2 separate regions of the Mus musculus genome follow, and region 2 is linked to region 1. Evidence: chromatin contacts called from public promoter capture Hi-C data. All regions are on one chromosome and are shown on one strand. The core of a region is the stretch at or near the end of the contact, and the rest is flanking DNA. Distances in the headings are between cores, read along the strand shown. Region 1 overlaps Ppp2r3a (protein phosphatase 2, regulatory subunit B'', alpha). Region 2 holds the start of Ky (kyphoscoliosis peptidase).

Region 1 (3,041 bases), core at 462-2,961:
AAAATGGTGTGGGCGCCCTCTAGTGGGACCTCCTCTTAAATGCCATTTAAAAGTCAGATTCTGTAAGGCAGGCTCAAGGGTGAGTATTTAGGAACACTGAGTGAGTGAATGATGGTTTGAGTTACCATCCCTAGGAATGGGATTTGAGTTTTTGAAGTTTTTTGTGATTTTCACCCTTCATAGCAAGCAGTTTGAGTATTTTATATAAAATGTTTAAGCCAAGCATAAGGGTTCATGCCTGTAATCCCCGCACTTTGAAAGCTGATGTAAGAAGATTGCTATGAATTCCTGCATAGTGTGGGCTGCAATATAAGATACCATATTTTAAGACCAAAAAGTATTCAAGCACAAAGAATAACTAGAAGGTGATAATATAGAATTACAATATTTTGACATAGACACATGCATCCTGGCTTACTCTGTTAGTGAGAGCTGTATAGAATTTGAAGTTGAATAGTGAAGTCCTAAGCATAAGGAAATCATTTCCCTGCTGTCAGAGTGCCTTTGGGCTGGATTTAGAACAAGCACCTTAAATTCTCCCCTCCTCTTACGAGCTCTGCACTGGGTGTTGCCCAGACGCTGTAATGACTCTCTCACCAGGCATCTGTGCATGCGGCCCTCCTCACCACAACACTTCTTTCTTTCCTATTTTTCTCTGCTGGAAATCTCACGGGCCTGCTCTGTGCTTTCATGACAGCTGTACTCATTACTCAATACCGCAGTGGTTCCACAGTCGTATGATTCTGTTGGAAACCAAACACTGAACTGTACATTCCTTATAGGGAATAAAACTATCTCATTTTCTTTTATCCAAACCCATTCAAGGCCAGATAAAATACCTGACATACAGTTTGCATTCAATAATCAATTTGATTAATGAAGGAAAATCAGAAAATCTGGAGTTAATAATTAGATATAGATGATAAGAAAAAATTAAATGACCCCAAAGTTTCAAACCCAGAAAACAAAGTCTGAGTAGCACCCTTTTCCCTATTGTTATTGTTCTGGGTTTTGTTTTCAAGACACGGTTTCTGTCCTGGAACTAGCTGTCCTGGAACTAGTTCTGTAGTCCAGGCTGGCCTCAAACTCACCAAGATTGCCCTAGTTCTGCCTCCCAAGTGTTGGCATTAAAGTCATGTGCCACCTCTGCCTGGCTTAGCACCACCATTTTTACAAAAACTAACAAACATAAAAAACAAAGTCCAGGAAAAAGTAGTTGTTTTGCTTTTTCAGTGCTTTGACTTTTCTGTCAGGGTCTATGGAACTATGGTTGGAGGTGAGGAATTCTAGAAAGTCAGAACACGTGACAGAGGGCTTCGTCCCGAAGCTTGTTCTTTAAAAGTCAGAGTTTAAAGCCCCGTGAGGCTTAACTGAATGAGCCTTCTCCCTAATAACACATTTACCTTTATCAGTTAGTTTCACCCCATGGTCTCGGTCTCAAAAACATCCCAGAAGAAAAGTTCACCATCCTGTAATTGACACTCCTTTGACAAAAACCAGAAGCATGGAAGCCATGGTCAGGGGTAACAGTAGTAGGGGACTTGCACAAAGCTTACCCTTTAATTCCCAGCACTGAAAATGAAAAGACAAAGAACATTTGATTCTTAATCTAAATAGCACCCAAGTCAGCCTAAAATTACCAGCCTGTAAGTGTGTAGTCATTGTATGTTCTGAGCACCAGATCTTCCTAACCAGTGTTTCTTTTGTAGGTTGCTAAGTAACCGTCATGACGATGCTGCCAAGTTCATCTGGCTTCTGGCAAAGCCCAGCTGCAGCTATCTAGAACAAGAGGATTTTATCCCTTTACTTCAGGTGATATTTTTTTTTGTACCTTTTAAAAATGGAATTTATTTTTGGAGTATGAAAGGGGGTTTTTTGTTTGTTTCTTTGGCTGGTTGTTTCTGAAATTTTTTGTTTGTTAATAACGGCGTCTTACTGTATAGCCAGTGCTAACATCAAACTCTTAATCCCAAATGCTAGGATTAAGGTATATACCACCATATACCTTATGGTGATTTTTTTTCATTTTAAAGTATATCTATACTTGTAAAGTATAACTATAATTTTTCATTTTAAAGTGTAACTATGCAACTGAGCTACATACATCTAGAAGCCAGATTGTTAAGAATGGTTTTCAAATTGTTTTAGTAGTAAAAAAATCTTGTTAGATGGAATCTAAAACAAAACTCAGTATAAAATGGACAAAGCAGGGCTGTTTCCACTGTATCCAGCCTCCTCCCTAGCCAGTCGCGGTAAGCATGGAGCATCTCAGGAAACTGTAGAATTTAACATCAGCCATCGTTAAGAACCTAGCAGGAACTGATAGTATTTGGAAGAGATAAAATCAGTTTTCTTAATGGAGTGATCCTGGGTGTATCAACAGTTCTCCAGGGCAAACCTCATTGGAAGAGTTTGGAAGAGTTGGCCAACATAAAATGAACTAGGTTGCGAGGGGGGTAGGGGGACCAGGACGGGATGTTTTCTTGTTGTTTGTTTCTAAGAATGAGAAAAACAAAGTTGAGGATCAAAGTTGAGAAAGAATATAATCAAAATAATGTTGTATGGAAATCTTTAAAGAATCTGGTCAGAAACAAGAAAAGGCTATGAAATAATCAGAATAACTGTCACGAACTCTGTAGTCTGGGAGTTCGGTGAATCCTGACTCTTTGGTTTACGCACATATCTAAATGGCTCTCTGATTTCCCACTAAGATCTATTTGTAACAGAAGATTAGAATAGGAAAAAGAGCTGTGCATGATGGTGCTTGCTCGTGCCTGCCTGTAATCCTAGCACTGGAGACAGCAAGAGGATATAACCTACACTATTAAAATACCAAGAGCTGTCTCAAGAAACCAGTGGATGAATGATGAAATAAGAGAATGGAAACTTGAATCAATTATACTGAGGTTTGCAAGGACAGTTGCCACTAGCCCATAAAGGTAGGCAGGAGCACAGTAAAAAGAAAGCATGTGTAGGCGAGAAAAACAAGACACAAAGCCTGCGTATCAGAGCTTTCCAGCCTAGGAATCATTTAAGTTAAG
Region 2 (3,153 bases), core at 200-2,699, 1.3 Mb before region 1:
TGGGGACTATTGGGCTGACTTGGAACTAGGCCTCACTACACTCGGGGAGCGGTCTTCTGGATTGTGTTACATGCGACGGGCGCCATCTCATTCCCATCAAGACGTGGAGGACATTTTCTTTCTCCTTCAAAGACCCTGAGAGGGTCTAATCCTTTCTCCCAGGAGCAGCATCGGAGAACTACAGGATCTATTAACCTAAACAGCTCCCGTCCTCACACTCCGTCCTAAACTCTAACTGCTGCGAACACTCTCAGTTCTCCAGTCTCTCTTTCCCTTAATGCCTCCCTTCCAGCTCCCCAGGGGCTGCATCATAGCTCCAGCGCATGTGGCTGATGGATCAAGGTTGTCTAGAGAACCGCTGCCCTCGCACAGCAGGTGGACAGGCTGTGGGTGCATCATGCGCACAGAAGCTGGGAGTGGGGGGCAGATAGAGCAGCGGGAGGGGGTCCCAAGAAACGTGGGAGCTGGAGGGAGAGTGGGATGGTAGCAGTCATCTTTCTCTGTGCAGCCGGCAGGCATCTCTGCTAAAGAAGTGGTGCAGAGTTAGACCCTCAAGTCAGCTTCAGAGGCTCCCTCCAAGACCAGCGCCACGAGGCCCCTACATTTTTCGGTGATTTCCTGAGCGTCCGTTCGGCACCCTTTATACGCTATACAAGTTGTGTGTGTGTGTGTGTGTGTGTGTGTGTGTGTAGAATAGAGGCAGATTCTGCCTTCTGCAATCACCCTATAAGCAATCACTTCTCAGTTTTCGTTTTCCCAAAGTCTGCAGAAGAAGTAAAATTGAAGCTAAATTCAAGTACGGTCAGGAGACTTCAAACACTACTCCACCCCAGCCCAGGTTCCCTTCACCCATTCAGTCCTTATATCTGTTGGAGGCGAAAAGAGAGGCTTACGAAAGGGGAAACTGAGACTCTAAGTTATCTTAAAGTCTGACTCAGTACAGGGACCCTTTGGGGTCCCTGGTAACTTATGGTGAGTTGCATGCTGACTGGGGACTAGGCCTCTGCTACACGTGATCAGCCTAAGGCCCTGGTTTCTTTCTGAAGAGCATTTTTCTATGTGTTTTGCACCCTTCAGAGAATAGCGGGAGAAAACAGGCCTGGGGCAACCAGTGCGCTGTGCGTTGCCAAGGAACGCAGGTGCCCTGGCGCCAGGGCACAAGCAGCGGTCTGGGAGAGGTTCGGAGAGGTTCGGATTAGCCTCGTTGGGGAGGGGGGTGCTGCTTAGGCGCCCCCCGGCGAGAGGACCCGGGGGCTTAGTGGCCGAGGTGCCCAGGGATTCTGAGGACCCGGGCCAGGCGGGTGTTACCTCCTCGGTTTTGCAGCAGCGCGCCCGGGTTCGCCTGCGGGTCCAAGTGCGTGGCTTGCGCCGCGCGCCGCTTCTCGGAGTGCACGATGAGCAGCATGTCGATGGCCACAGCGTTGCTGTCCTTCTTCAGCTCCATGGTGCCGCCTCCCTCCCGGCCCGCGCGCAGCGGCTGCTCGCGAGGCTGCCTAGGCTGCAAATGGCCCCGTGCGCGCTGCTGCCTGGCGCGGGAGAGGGCGAGGGCGCGGGAGAGGGCGCTGCCCCGCCGCCAGGTCCGCCGGGCGCAGTTTCGCTGACTCTGCCAAATTCACCATTAGAACCCGCCCGGGAGGGCGCTATCCTCCTGAAGTGCCTCTAAGTCACCTTTGAAAGGAAATCCCCGGGCGCGGCCCTGAACTGCACCCAGGATGCACTTTGCAGGGTTTATGACCCTTCCTCCCTGTACAACGGAAGTGCAGGTATTGGGCTCCAGCAAAGTTTTCTCTGTGGCTGGGCTGAGTGCTGCCTCATAGCCACCATCTATCCCCTAAGAGAAGTCACTGGCCAACCCTGAAACCTCAAATCAGAACTGGTATAGTTTTGGAAAAGAAAGGCAAGAAGGTTGAATTGCAGAGTGAGCAGATGTTGGCCACATCTTTAGCCTTGACTTCTTTGTTCCCTTGGGTAGATTGTGAAAGTCGATAGTTTTCGTAGATTGAGGCTTTATGGTGAAGTCCCCAACTGTCATTGATGACTGTGTCAGACCCTGGGTCATATGTACTGGGCATCAAGCTAACAATCTTATTTTTCCTGAGATGGAGGTCTTAAAATTCCCCATTCCTTCGGGAAGACTAGCTCTTGCCTGAGGGGAAGAGAGAGAGAGAGAGAGAGAAAGAGAGAGAGAGAGAGAGAGAGAGAGAGAGAGAGAGAGAGAGAGAGAAAGAAAGGAACTGGGAGCTGCCAGCTGCTGTCAGGGAGCTGGACCTGAGAGCCCCTTCTATTTTTAGCCAGGCCTGCTCTGCCCAGCCAACAGCGACAGGGCATTTGGCTGTAGGTCCAAGGAGTGTTTACATGGCTTTTGCTTGGGAGCCTTTGGCACTGTGGTTCAACCAGGTGGGAGACAATTCCCTAATTTGTGTTGACACAGGTAATAGATGCCACCTCTGCAGGAGGCCTTGCTTGCTCTGTGACTCCACCTTGGTCCATGGCTCCTGAGAGCTCTCCACCTTGTCCTTGAAACAGCCACTCTGATACAAGCTATGTTCCAGCAGCAGTGCCACCACTTGCTGGCCATGTGACCTTGGACCATTTCTCTCCATTGTCTCAGCATTGGGTCGCCACTGTGTCTTCTCTAACTGGATGTCTGTCGGCTTCTAACAATGTTGAACTGGTGTAGCTAGACAGCTGAGTCTCTTGATGGACAGGGGAGACAGATGGTGGACTAGATAGGTTTCATTCTGCTAAAGTGAGCCCTATTCCCTGACTATATGTGTGTCAACACACACACACACACACACACACACACACACACACACACACACACACACACACACACACAGAGGCTGAGAAAGAAAGGACTGGATTATACAAACCTGCTGGGTCCTGGAGGTGGTTTAGGCAACCATGAGGACCTGCACTCACCTCCTTCACCCAGTGTGTTCTAAGTCAGTGGTTCTCAACTTGTAGGTCTAGACCCCTAGGGTTGGGGAGTCAAAGGTCCCTTTCACAGGAACCACACATCAGATCAGATATCCTGCATATCAGATATTTACACTACAGTCCATAACAGTAGCAAAATTACATTTACGAAGTAGCAACAAAAGTAATTTTATGGCTGGGGGGTCACCACAACACAAGAAATTGTACTAA

What was found. Promoter capture Hi-C pulls out the DNA fragments that hold promoters and counts their contacts.
Region 2: a promoter capture Hi-C map of hippocampal neurons shows a contact between it and region 1, with 8 times the contacts expected there. The contact joins the promoter of Ky here to the enhancer-like site in region 1. A contact is called at or near these places in 4 of 39 promoter capture datasets (the 3T3-L1 cell line, hippocampal neurons, pre-B cells and 1 more) and 2 of 115 datasets of contacts at active chromatin or transcription factors (astrocytes and cardiomyocytes).

The regions. Positions count from the first base shown.
Region 1 is chr9:101,179,106-101,182,146 of GRCm38.p6, reverse strand. It overlaps Ppp2r3a (protein phosphatase 2, regulatory subunit B'', alpha), which reads left to right. Exons shown (of 14, transcript NM_001161362.3): 5 at 1,710-1,812. Among named protein-coding and RNA genes, the nearest start is that of Gm24338, 42 kb to the left of the region's middle. Within about 2 kb of position 1,711, at least 33 of the 459 cell types and tissues checked have an H3K27ac peak or open chromatin away from gene starts, as enhancers often do. A contact at or near this core is called in hippocampal neurons, where this site is marked.
Region 2 is chr9:102,504,434-102,507,586 of GRCm38.p6, reverse strand. Ky (kyphoscoliosis peptidase) reads right to left here and starts at 1,449. Exons shown (of 11, transcript NM_024291.3): 1 at 1,309-1,449. The coding sequence starts at 1,444.